Linked DNA regions of Mus musculus: region 2 is linked to region 1. A link is a contact called in public Micro-C data. All regions are on one chromosome and are shown on one strand. Each heading gives the region's core, a stretch centred on a gene start, on an enhancer-like site or on the middle of the called end of the contact. The rest is flanking DNA. Distances are from core to core; before and after follow the strand shown.

Region 1 (6,029 bases), core at 2,178-4,677:
GTGCCCAAAAGGAGCAATATTGCTCTGTTTTATTTTCTGAAACAGGCTGTTGTGAGCTGCCTGATGTTGAGTGCTGTGAACTGAAAACTCAGGTCCTCTGGAGCAAGTGTCCCAACCACTGTGCCACCTGTTCAGCCTGTAGACAGATTTTTTTTTTAAAGTAAACCATGGGCCACTGACTTCCACCTTCCTGCTTTTCTGAAAAATGTTAAGATTTTCAGCTTGCCAATCAGAAGGCAGAGTTAGTCCTCCTAAGGATCACACTGTCCAGCGCTCTTCCACTCAGCTAAGAAAGCGTAGCTCTGCAGAGAAAAGGAGACTTATTTGAGGTTATATAAGAGGCAAAGGCCTCAGAATTCCTGGTCCTCCTCTCCTTGTGCCACATGCTGTTCTGTGTAACCAATGTTGGAAGCTGGGCAGCCAGGGGCTGGGACAGGGAGGGAAAGGTTCCAGTGCTGGGTGCCATGGAATTGCAGTACCTTCAAATGGCTTGTTGTGTCTTCAGAACAAATTTACAAGGTAAATCAGGCTTGCTCTTCATTTTTACAGCTAAGGAAACCAAAACTCTGAGAAAGTAAAAAGCTGGTGTTAGGTCATACAGCAGAAGGAACAGTGGGAGGCTTCAAGCCAATCTGCCTGCTTACCAAGCCAGAGCTGTAAGGAACACGCTGGGGACAGATCACAACAGTTTTCTATTATGCAGTTTTCTCTCAGCTCTGAATGCAGTTGCCCTAATAACAAATTAAAAAGCTAACTATGAAAAAAATAAAGTCAATTATGAGGCAAGTGAAAGGGCTCAGAGGTTATAAACAGAGGTTATAAAGGTGCCTACCTCCAAGCCTGAGAACCCGATACGGTAGAAGCAGAGAACAGACTCCCACAGGTTATCCTCTGACCCTCACATGCACACTGTTACATGCACAGAAATACACATAAATGTAATAAAAATATTTTTAAGAAGGGAAAAAACTAACCATCTAATTTTCTGATATGCAGGTTTGGAGCTTTGTTTTAACACAAAGGACAGGAGAAAGTCCCTAGGTGACACATAGCTTCTGCCAAGACAGGATGGGACAACTCGCGCTGCTGCTTCTAGACCTCGCACCTGCCACACAAGTGCTTCTGGAACAGGAGCCTATCCCTGCAACATCCCATGATGCTCTGAATCACCAGTGCCAATGGTAGCAAGGGAAGCCAGCATCATGGTATTTGGTCCCCCCAAAAGTCCCACGTTTCTAAAATGAAGGCAAATGCAAGCTAGCAAAGAAGTTTCTGCACCTTGTCTTCAGTCCATATAACCCAGGGTGAAAGCATGTCAGGTTAGATTAGCCAAGCACTCTCGAGGAAACACAAGGCACCCAAAGGTCACACACAGATAAAGGGTACTTCTGGAGCACAGAGGCCCTACCATATTTCTCCCTTCTGTCTCCATAAATACCTAATGAAGGTCTGCCGTGCTCTTCATCCTAAAGTCTTCTTTCTGAAACGTGGCAGAATCAAGTTGGTAGTGGGAGTATTCCAATGGGCTCTACTATAGGCCTAGCCCATCAGCTAAGATCCACACTGGACCTGGGGTCCAAAGGTCAGCCAACAAGGGAAACACGCTTCCCTTTCCATTCATCATGGCTCCCCAGGCTGCATTCCTGCCCAAGGCTGCACAGGGAGTACCATAATCTAAACCACCTCTAGTTTGGAGGAGGGAATTCCCCAACACAAATGTGATTCAAACTCTCAAGAGAAAGAGACTTTTATTTTTCTTTTTTTCTTTTTTCTTTTTCTTTGTGTGTGTGTGTGTGTGTGTGTGTTTTGTTTTGTTTTTTTTTTTTTTTTGAGACAGGGTTTCTCTGTGTAGCCCTGGCTGTCCTGGAACTCACTCTGTAGACCAGGCTAGCCTCGAAATCAGAAATTGCCTGCTTCTGCCTCCCAAGTACTGGGATTAAAGGTGTGCGCCACCACTGCCCGGCAAGAAAGAGACCTTAACTCACCTCTTGACAAGGAATTCCCCTCTGGCCCTGGAAGGTCACAATTAGGCACCAGGGATGGTCACTTTGACAACAACAAAACACACAAAAAGGCAAAAATAACTCCCAGGTGTCTGTCCCAGCTCCAAAGAGCCAAGTTCTCATTCCGCCTCTTCGCCCCCACCACGCTGCCTTTTCTATCTTTTTGAGACCAGCACTGTGAAGATCTGCATGAGCATCTGCTACCATGAGATCCAGAACCCTTCCGAGCATAGCATCAACGACTACTCTTGAAGAGCACACATTTTCCAACAGCTGATCAACCAATGAAACCTAACCACCCCGAAATCCAGCCAAGCTCCTTCAACAGCAACAGGGGAGTAAAACAAAAACAACAACAACAACAACAAAGGCAGTGTGCCCACTTAGGGCTCGGTTTGGCTCAGGAAAGCAGTCGGCCTATTAACCAGGGCAGCTGCGATCCTTGTACGACTCAGCAAAGACACAGGCTGCCCTGGCCTGCCCCTCCAAGAGACAACCATGGATGCCTCCAGAGCCTGCAGAAAACCCAAAGCCCCAAGACGGCGGCGGAGAGGGCAGCTTCTTCCTTCTCCAAAAAGGGTCCCACTCACCCTCAGGCTAGTCCTCACCTGCAGCCCTGCTTCCGGACCTGCCAATGATCCTCAGCCCCGCCCCCTGCCTCCCCCCGCCCCCGCCCCTACAGGGTTTCCCCAGCCCCGCCCACTGCACCTGTGCTTTTCCCTAGACTCTCCTTGCAGCCCCTCCCATTGCCACCCCATGCCCCGCCCCTCGCACCTGAGCCCTTTCCCCGCCGCTAACCTACACACAGGTTCCCTTTCTGGTCCCAGAGACCTGAGCTCCCTCCAGACCCCACGCCTCGCGCCCAGGCTCCGCCCCCAATCCATCAGGCCGCGGGACCCGCCTCCTGCACCTGCGCCCTTTCCCCCCCAACACCACCACCACCACCACCACCCCCCCCCCCCGCTCCGCCATCTCCCCGACAACCACACGCTGTCATTCGCGTCCCTGGGACCCGAGCTGGCCATGGTCCCGCCCCCCCCTCCAACCCCAAGCCGAGGTCCCACCCTCGAGCCGAGGCCCCGCCCCACCCCCTCCGGCCGGGGATCCCGCCCCGCCCGCCCCCATTCTCCCCCCCCCTCCGCCCCCCGCACCTGCAGCGGCTCGCGCCCAGGGCCCCGCCCCGCCAGCCGCTCCTCTCACCGCTGTAGTCCGGGCTGGTCACCTTGACGAGGGCCGCAGTGGCTGCCACCGCTTCTTCATGGTCTTGCGAGAGGCCCAGCGGCAGCGGCGCCTTCGTTCCGAGACCGGGGCCGGATTGAGGTTGAGCCAGGCGCAAGCTTGAAACGCGAGGCCGACGCGGGAGCCCAGCCGGTGCCCAGCCGCAGTAGGAACCGTCCACTCCTGGGCCTGAGCGGCGGCCGGCTCAGCCAATCGGCGCGCGGCACCATACCAGGGTTCTCCAACCAGCTTGCCGTAGGGGCGGAGACACGCAAATGAACCGGCTGGTTGCACCAGTGCGCAGCCGCTGCAGCAGCGGTCCCCGTTCCCCCCACCCCCCCACCCCCCACCCCACCAGCCGCGGCCTGCGCTTCGGTCTTGCAGACGCTCAGGCTTGCAAGGATGCTCTGCTGTTCTCGTCGGGCTCAGCCGCCCGCCACGCCCACCCCCTGCCTAGAAATAGACTCAGTCTACAAACATCCTTCCAGGCCTCACCCAGTGTCCTTCTTAAATTCCTACCTAGAGTTTATCGTTTTCAACAACAACATCAAAAAAAAAAAAAAAAAAAAAAAAAAAAAAAAAGGCTTTGTGAGCAAGACATCATCACCTTAGTCCCATTCTTCACAAACCTATCCCTAGGTTTCTTTATGTGATTCTAAATCTGTCAAATTGACAATCACAGTCAATCCAATAACACACTTCGAGGTCCTTGAGACTGACCCATGGTTTTCACAACAGGTAAAAGTTAGGCCTGAAGAGGGTCTTGCCCAAGACCATAGCGTTCAAAGCAGGGAGAATGGGCCTGGAAGCTGTCTCCCTGCACCCAGACCCTTTTATGGCTGGGCCAGGCAAACGCAGTGAGTAGAGCTTAAATCATCTGGCTTAAAGGCAGAGATACTAAGTTACAAAGACCGTGGAAGCCAGTGGGTGGCTGTGAATCCCTAAAGTCAGAACCACAGCAAAATTCTGTTACGCCTACAAGAGAAAGGAGGGTAGGATGCTCTTTGGACTTGTAGACAAGATCATTTTGATAACGTAATTTTTGCTGCTATGGCGTCGCTTATGGAAAGATTTAGATACTGCACTATTTAAAAGAAGAGGGAGAGGAAAACAAGAGAATCAGCAGAAATTAAACCACTTTAAGAGTGAGGTGAGGGAATAGGGGATCTCTGAGGCAAACGTCTGCTATTTTGCATGAAGAACACAGTGATGCCCGAAGGATAGTCTTAAACTGTTTCCCTTAGATAAAACAAGAGATGCATGGTGTGAGGATTCTTTTAGAAAATTTGGAATCCAGAGAGGCTGAGAGCTGAGCGCAAGCTTGAGGAAGCTTGGGTAGATGGCTATAAAGTTAGGAGTGATGGTCTAGCGTAAAGTGGAGTGCTCAGGACACGCATAAGAAAATGGACGTAGCCAGGCGGTGGTGGCGCTCGCCTTTAATCCCAGCACTTGGGAGACAGAGGCAGGCGGATTTCTGAGTTCGAGGCCAGCCTGGTCTACAAAGTGAGTTCCAGGATAGCCAGGGCTACACAGAGAAACCCTGTCTCGAAAAACCAAAAAAAAAAAAAAAAAAAGAAAAAGAAAAAGAAAGAAAGAAAGAAAATGGACGTGCTTGTAGAGGTAACCCTAATGCTTAGGATTTGGGGGATGGAAACTGGAGACTTGCTGTGACTTGCTGGCTAGCAGATTCAGTGAGAGACCCTATCTCATGGGGATAAGATGGAGAGTATAAAGCAGGACACTTGACATCCTCCTCTGGCCACCTCTGCATGCGTGTGCATCACCTGCACATACACTGCACATGCACTGACTGCTCTTCCAAAGATCCTGAGTTCAAATCACAGCAACCACATGGTGGTTCACAACCATCTGTAATGGGATCTGTTGCCCTCTTCTGGTGTGTCTGAAGACAGCTACAGTGTACTTGCATATAATAATAAATAAATTTAAAAAAAAACAAGTACTATAGTTGTTTTTCTAAATATAAATTACTATAAGGCTTAGAGGACTTGCTGCCTGAGTTCACGGTCTGGCTGTGCCAGCAGCTAACTGTGTGCACACATGCAAGTTACTTTTTTGCATGCCTCAGTTTCTTTATGGAAGATGAATGTTGAGGAGGCTGGAGAGATGGCTTAGCAGTTAATAGTACATACTGCTCTGGTAGAGGACCCAGGTTCAGTACTTAGCATCTATATCAGGTTTCACAACTGCCTATAATTTCGGCTTCAAGTTGATCTGTCACCTCTGGCATCCACCTCTACAGGAACCTAAATTAGTGTGCACACATACACACACACACACAGGCATGCACAAGCATACACAGTTATTAACAGTAATTTTTAAATATTTTTTTAAATGACTGTCTTGCCAGGTGGTGGTGGCGGCAATGCATGCCTTTAATCCCAGCTCTTGGGAGGTAGTGGTAAATAGATCTAAGTTCAAGGCCAACCCGGTCTACAGAATGAGTTCTAAGATATCCAGGGCTATACAGAGAAATTCTGTCTTATATTTTTGGTTGTGAGCCTAGCCTTTAATGACTGAGTCATTTCTCTAGCCCAAGAAACACTGTGTTGAAAAGCCATAAAAAAATAAATAATTTTTTTAAAAAACCACTTTAAAATAGTCTCTCTTTTGCACAGGCTGTTGGAAGAGTGAAACAAAGTCCATGAAGGAGAGCCTGGCCTCTCAGGAGCTCCATATGCCCTAGCTGCTGTTAGTGTGCCTATGACTTTGGGCACACATAGGCAAAAAGCCCAGTATCTGTGATATACACATGCTAATGACCTCAAGGTAGTTAATCTTGATTGT
Region 2 (5,902 bases), core at 2,412-4,911, 1.0 Mb after region 1:
TAACACTTATTTTCTAAGTTCATAATGTCTCTAAAGCAGGGCTGCAAAAGCAGGCAAGGGATAGGCCCTGGAATGTGCTGCCCAGCTTTCTCTGCTTTGGTAACACTAATGTCTACACAGCTGTTTTATTTCAAATTGAGGGCTGAGTCTAGCGATCCTGTCTCCTTCTAAGACTGGGTTTAGAGCATGAGGCAGAGCTATGGATAGTAGGGGAGAAAGGAGAAGAGAGAGAGAGCTTCACCCCATCAATCACTCAGTACTTAAATCCCATCCCTCTCGAGCTCAGAGAGGCAGGCAAGAGGATGCCTCTGCCCAGACAGCCGCCTTCACTGTCGGCTGCTGGCTTTTTATAAAAAAGATAACCTGCAAACTTAGGTCGCAGGTCAACGCACAAAAAGAGGATCTAATTTACAAGTTATCACTGAAAGCCCAAGAAACAATTTTCAAAACACAGAAATTTCTTTTGTCTGCTCTCTCCTGGTTGTTAAATAGCAATAGCCCTACCAAAGCTCTCTCTGACCATAATCCCAGACTCTGAAAAGACTTGTTTCTTTTCCTAACTCACCTTTGACATGTCGTTGACTACGCTTTCCTTTCAGAATGGTGTAACTAAGTCCTGTGCAAATAAGCAACTGGAAGACTAACACTTCTTAATTGAATTTCTCCTGCTGATAAGTGTTCAAACATGAAATGCTGTGTAGTTCTGTGTGGTTAGACCAAAACTATAAAGGGACAGAAAATAAATACAAATCATAAAGAAGGGTGTTCTTGCTAGAGAAGAGCATCAATTCCCTCTCTTTAGTAATATAGTGCCATATAAAATTGAATCAATCTTAATATTCACAACACAGTCAATATTCCAGTGCTTAGCTGTCAGCACGAACTGGAGTGGAGCCCTGATAGCAAGAAAACCCTTAGAAATTAAGCAACATAAATGTCCTAAGAGTATATACTTTTATTCACCCAAATTAAAGCCTTCAAGGTTCAATGCTGGACATCTTTATAGTTAGATTAAAATCATCTAACATCTTAAATCATAAGGTGCTCAAAAGGTGGTTAAAATCAATATATAATAAGTCAATAATTTAAAACGACTTGGTTTTCAAAATGTAAAGTGTATCACCAAAAAACAAAAAACAATCATTAAAAAAAATCATGGCATGAATGAAAAGCAAATAAGGTTATTTCTTTAAGCTCTCAATATTTACTAATAACTCTGGTTTAGCATACATACATTAAGAGAAAGCAATAAACCATCATCTTCCCTGGCTTACTTTTAGGAATATGAATAGTACCTGTTTAAATAGAGTATAACTTAACTTCCTGCCTAACAGTCCTAGGCAGTATATTATTATTTGTAAAATCAACTCAAAGACAGCCAAACATTGAAACATTAAAACAGCCTTAGTTGGAAAATGCAATATACTGGACTTGATTGTTTTTCTTCTTTGCCTCAATTTACAAAGGGGCAACTTTAAAAAGCAATACAACCCAACACATACAACCACAAATAAATCAATCAATGGTAAAGCTTGACTGATGGAGGGTTGTTTTTTTTTTTAACCATATACAGGAAAGATAACTAAACACAAACTAAAACATGTAAAACATATGTATATATATGCACTTTAGCTTTACCCTTAAGTCAAGAGTAAAAATACCTTAAATAGAAAAAGTCTGACAAGAAAGTTAAACTATAAGGAACTGTCAAAAATTTTCCCTACTCTGTATCAGCAATTTTCATTCTAGCACTTCTGCAAACCTATCCTACTCCTGCCCTGAACTTCAGAATGTTTGTTTCATCAGGATCTGTGGACATCTTTCTTTATACATTGAAGCTCAGTTTTACAAGTGTAGCAGTTGTAAGACGGAGGCTATAATAGAAGTACTAATAGGCATGATACATTGTATATGCCTAAGCACATGATTTTCCTTCCTGGATTCCTAAAAATCTTCCCACCTAAAGCACCAAGTCCAGGGTATTACTGAGGTGTGTTCGGTTGTGACTTCTACCAGTAGAACCGAAGCTTAAAACTGTCTAAGTAAAACAAAGTTCTAGTGACGCCTCTCCAGGGGAACCGGTCCCTGGCATCCAGTCTCCCACCGCTCCTTTTAAAAAATGCTACACAGGCAAAAAGAGATAGGAGAGGGCAACTAGCTAGAGCCCCCTCCCCGACTGAAACCAGGGACTACCTCCTAGGGAACTGCGACCCAGCTCCATTCTCATATACACTTCATTTAGTACCAAAGCAGAATTGAGAAATAGACTCCAGATTTATTGCAGGTTTGTTTTTTTTTTCTCAAGATCAGGAGGTGGGAAGCAAAGAATGATCAAAGATGGCGGTGCCCAAAAGCAGCAGCTCTCAACTGGAGAGTCGAAGGAGTAGATCTGACCCCACCTCGGGGGTCTCCAGGCCCACTGTGAGCAGCAGAGTCTTACCTGTTTTCTCTTTGATCTCACACAAGACGCTGAAGAGCGCCGGTTTCATTCTGTGACAGTTCAGAGCATGTTTCCTAAAAAACAAATAGCAAAACACAAAGGTATTAGCATCACCTATTGGAATAATATGGCGCCTTCCTTTAAGTTAGACCCAAGATTTAAAACCGGCCCCCAGTTTGGAAAAGCTCCTTTGAACCACGGGAAGTCAACAAAAACTCAAGTTTACTAGTTCGCAACTGGCGGCAAGCTCTAGCGGCTGAGAGCTCCAGCCCGATAGCAGCGTGACCCATCTGCTGGCTCGACAGAAGCCTCGGCGTACACAGGAGTGACCCGTGCATGAGGCTCCGCTCCGGGGGCCGCGGCGGGACCCAAGGGACCAGACCGGAGCGGAGGGAACCCCAACGCCCAAGCTCCACAAGAGGAGCGGGCGCAGCGGCCAGCGGGCGGCTAATAATCAGCGGGTGACAGCTCCGCAAAGTTTGCCAAGCGGCCCTCCCTCTAGAGAACTTGGCGCTCCCGCACAGGGTTGTGCGGGGAAGCAGCCGGTCACCCCGGACTGGGCCGAGGGGAGTGGGTGCCCGGAGTCTGGGCAGGCGGAGAAAGTTGCACTTCCCTGCGGTGCGGCCACGGACCCGGCTGGGACGCGGAGCGCGCTGGGGTCCGAGCGGGAGGTTTAAATCTGGGGAGGGGGGCGGGCAGCAGGGCACGGACGAAGCAATGATCGAGTTTGTCCCGAGCCCGGCGAGCAACTTTGCCCGCGCGATGGGGGACACAGCAAGTGCCCGGCGGGCGGAGAAAGTTCCCGCCCGCAACTGAGGCCCGGGTCCCGGGAGCCAGCCGGGACCCGAGCCCGGCTCCCGTACACACACAAAAGATGCTTAATGAGACGACACCAACTTTGCTTGCGCCTCGTCCAAGCTCTGGTCGGTGATGGTCATGATCTGGTGGAGGATGTCGCCGATGTCCTGCTTCCTGCCGTCGCCGTCCGCCCCTTCGTGGCCGTGAGGGGGAGGCGGCAGAGCCATACCCCCCTGGACCGAGTGGCCGGCCAGGTTCACCCCGGCCAGAGTCTGCAGCATCCTGGATTGATCGTCCATCCCGCCGCGCGCGGGCGGGAGCGGGCGGCGGCGGCGGAGGCGAAGGCTGAGGCGGCGGCGGCGGCAGCGGCGGCGGCGGCGAGGGAGGAGAAGAAAGAGGGGGAGGGGGAGGGGGAGGCGGCCGCGCGCTCCCCGCCCGCGCGGGAGGGGGCGGCCTGGCCCGGCGCGGCCCGCGACTGAGGGGACGCGGACCGGCGTCCGGCTCCGGCTTCCGCCGCGGAGGAGACTGAGGACAGCGGCGGGCGGAAGCGGCGCGCTCGCCGGCGGAGGCGGAGGCGGTGGTGCCCGCTGCCCTCACGCGGCCGCCGCGCTGCCTCCTCAGCGCCCCTCGCCGCGCCGGGCGGCCCCGCACAACTTGGTCCTCAGCGCCAGCCGAGTTGCCGGGACGCCGCGGCCGCCGCCGCCCGCGCCAGCCAGAACGGTCCCCTCCCTCAGCCGCCTGCCGCCGCCGCCGCCGCCTCAACCGGGCGGGATCGGAGCACCGGCGGCCCCGAGGGAGGGAGCGGCGGCGGCGGCGGCGGGCTGCGGAGGAGGAGGAGAAGGAGGCCGACGGGCGGGCCGCGGGGAGCGAGAGGGGCGGAGGAGGAAAGTTTGGGAGCGGGCGGGCCGGCGCGGCGGGGACACGGAGCCCGGTGGAGGGCCCCGGCGGGCCGCACGCCGGGCGGACAGCAGATTGATGAGGCGGGAGAACTCGCCGCCGCCACCTCCGGTGCCGCGCACCCAGTCAGCAGCCGCTGTGGACCGGGCTCGAAGGCCGCTCGGCTGAGGGATTGACAGGCTGCCAGTGCCACTCACTCACTGCGGCCCCGGCGCCCGCGGGGGGAGGGGCAGGGAGAGCTGAAGGGCGGGGGAGCGCCCCGGATGCCCCGCCTCCGGAGGCGGAGCCTTCTCTCATTGGGCTTTGCGCCTCCCGCCGCCGCCACTGGCCCCGCCCCTAGAACGCAGCCCGTCCCCTCTGGCCTCTGCTGTGGGGTGCCTGAGAGCCAGCCCGGGAGCCTTATGGGCTACTCGCGCCGGCACTCCACAGATGGTCGGTCAGTCCAGCCAGCAAAGTGTTGTCCCCGGATCCTGCTCCTTCCCTATTATTAGCAGTTGGGGACTTAGAGGTGTTATATAGGACCGAATAAAGTGTACCCGTAGCCGACAGCGTGGTCCCCCATTGCATGAGATGAGCTTCACGCCTCGGACAGTGCCTGGGATACTTTCCCGCTCTTCATATCAAGAGGTGGTACCCTCTGGGCACAAGGCCTCAAGCACAGGGCCAATCGCATTGCGCTCAGCGCCGAACGAGGCGGGACAGAGCCAAGAAAGGGTTGTCCCAATTGGAGCGTTCGAAAGTCCTGGGCTGAGACCGGGAAAAGGGTCTAAAAGCCCTGCCCGTCCCACGGTCGCTATGGTAACCCGAACTCAGCACAAGGAGTTAGCGCTGGCAGTAGGGCCTTGCGCTGTCTGTCCCTCAAGGAGTGACCAGTTAGAATGGGAGCCTGTGGTTTCGCATGGACAGAGCTCTTCTCTGAAAAGCTAGCAAATGGAAAGGTCACAGAAACATGTCACCTGGAGAGAGTGAAATCCAGGACTATTTTCTAAGCTAACTGCGCTTTGCACACTCGACGAGTCCTGGAGATCCGGGGACTACCCTGGCAGGTGTGCGGAACCTGCGGAGAGCGAGACAATAGTCTTACAGACAAGTTTGTTTAGAAATGGACTGGACTGACAAATTGACCCCTTCGGCTGTAGTCAACTTCACCTAACAGATTTACATACCTGTAACACCTCTTCATCCATTATACTTCTGCCCAAGAGAGACTAAAGACTTAAACGGTGTTGGAATCCGCACCTACACCTCCGGTGGAGTCTTGAGGCTGATCTTGTCCTCATCTCTCAGGCTGAGGATTCAACATGATCTCATTTTAAACCCATGGAGATGACCCTAGGTTAAGTGTTTAACTGGTGGCTCTTACCTCTAAACGTTCCTTTCTCAGACTCAATAAGCGATCTTACCTGAAACTAAAAATAGAGGTGTGAGGAGATGAAAAATGGCTGTTACTCTGCAGGGTTGAATGTAGGACAAGCAGTTCTTTAAATGCCAGATGGAGTCTTGGAATAAAGCAGGCTACTCAGTTCCAGGTTCTTTCCTTCGTATGTTGAGTGTGATTTTAAATACTCCCCACTGCAAAGCTAACAGCCAAACTCACAGGCCAGGCAAGCTACAAGGCTTACCAACTGCACAGCTGCTGGGGAAGGAGTTCCAGACAATCTACCTTGCTTAAGTCCAAAGAGCCTCCTTTGAGTTCATTAATATTCTCTGCTCTTGTGTGTGTCAAGTTGCTGATTCTTCAAGTACTCATTATGAGTTACAGCCATC

Evidence for each region. A called contact is a pair of places that touch in the nucleus more often than the background predicts.
Region 2: a Micro-C map of embryonic stem cells shows a contact between it and region 1, with 3 times the contacts expected there. The contact joins the promoter of Pbx3 here to the promoter of Ralgps1 in region 1. A contact is called at or near these places in 1 of 484 Hi-C or Micro-C datasets (embryonic stem cells) and 1 of 115 datasets of contacts at active chromatin or transcription factors (thymic regulatory T cells).

The regions. Positions count from the first base shown.
Region 1 is chr2:33,368,067-33,374,095 of GRCm38.p6, forward strand. Ralgps1 (Ral GEF with PH domain and SH3 binding motif 1) reads right to left here and starts at 3,428. Exons shown (of 20, transcript NM_175211.5): 1 at 3,204-3,428.
Region 2 is chr2:34,368,384-34,374,285 of GRCm38.p6, forward strand. Pbx3 (pre B cell leukemia homeobox 3) reads right to left here and starts at 3,662. Exons shown (of 9, transcript NM_016768.2): 1 at 3,338-3,662; 2 at 2,441-2,514. The coding sequence starts at 3,537.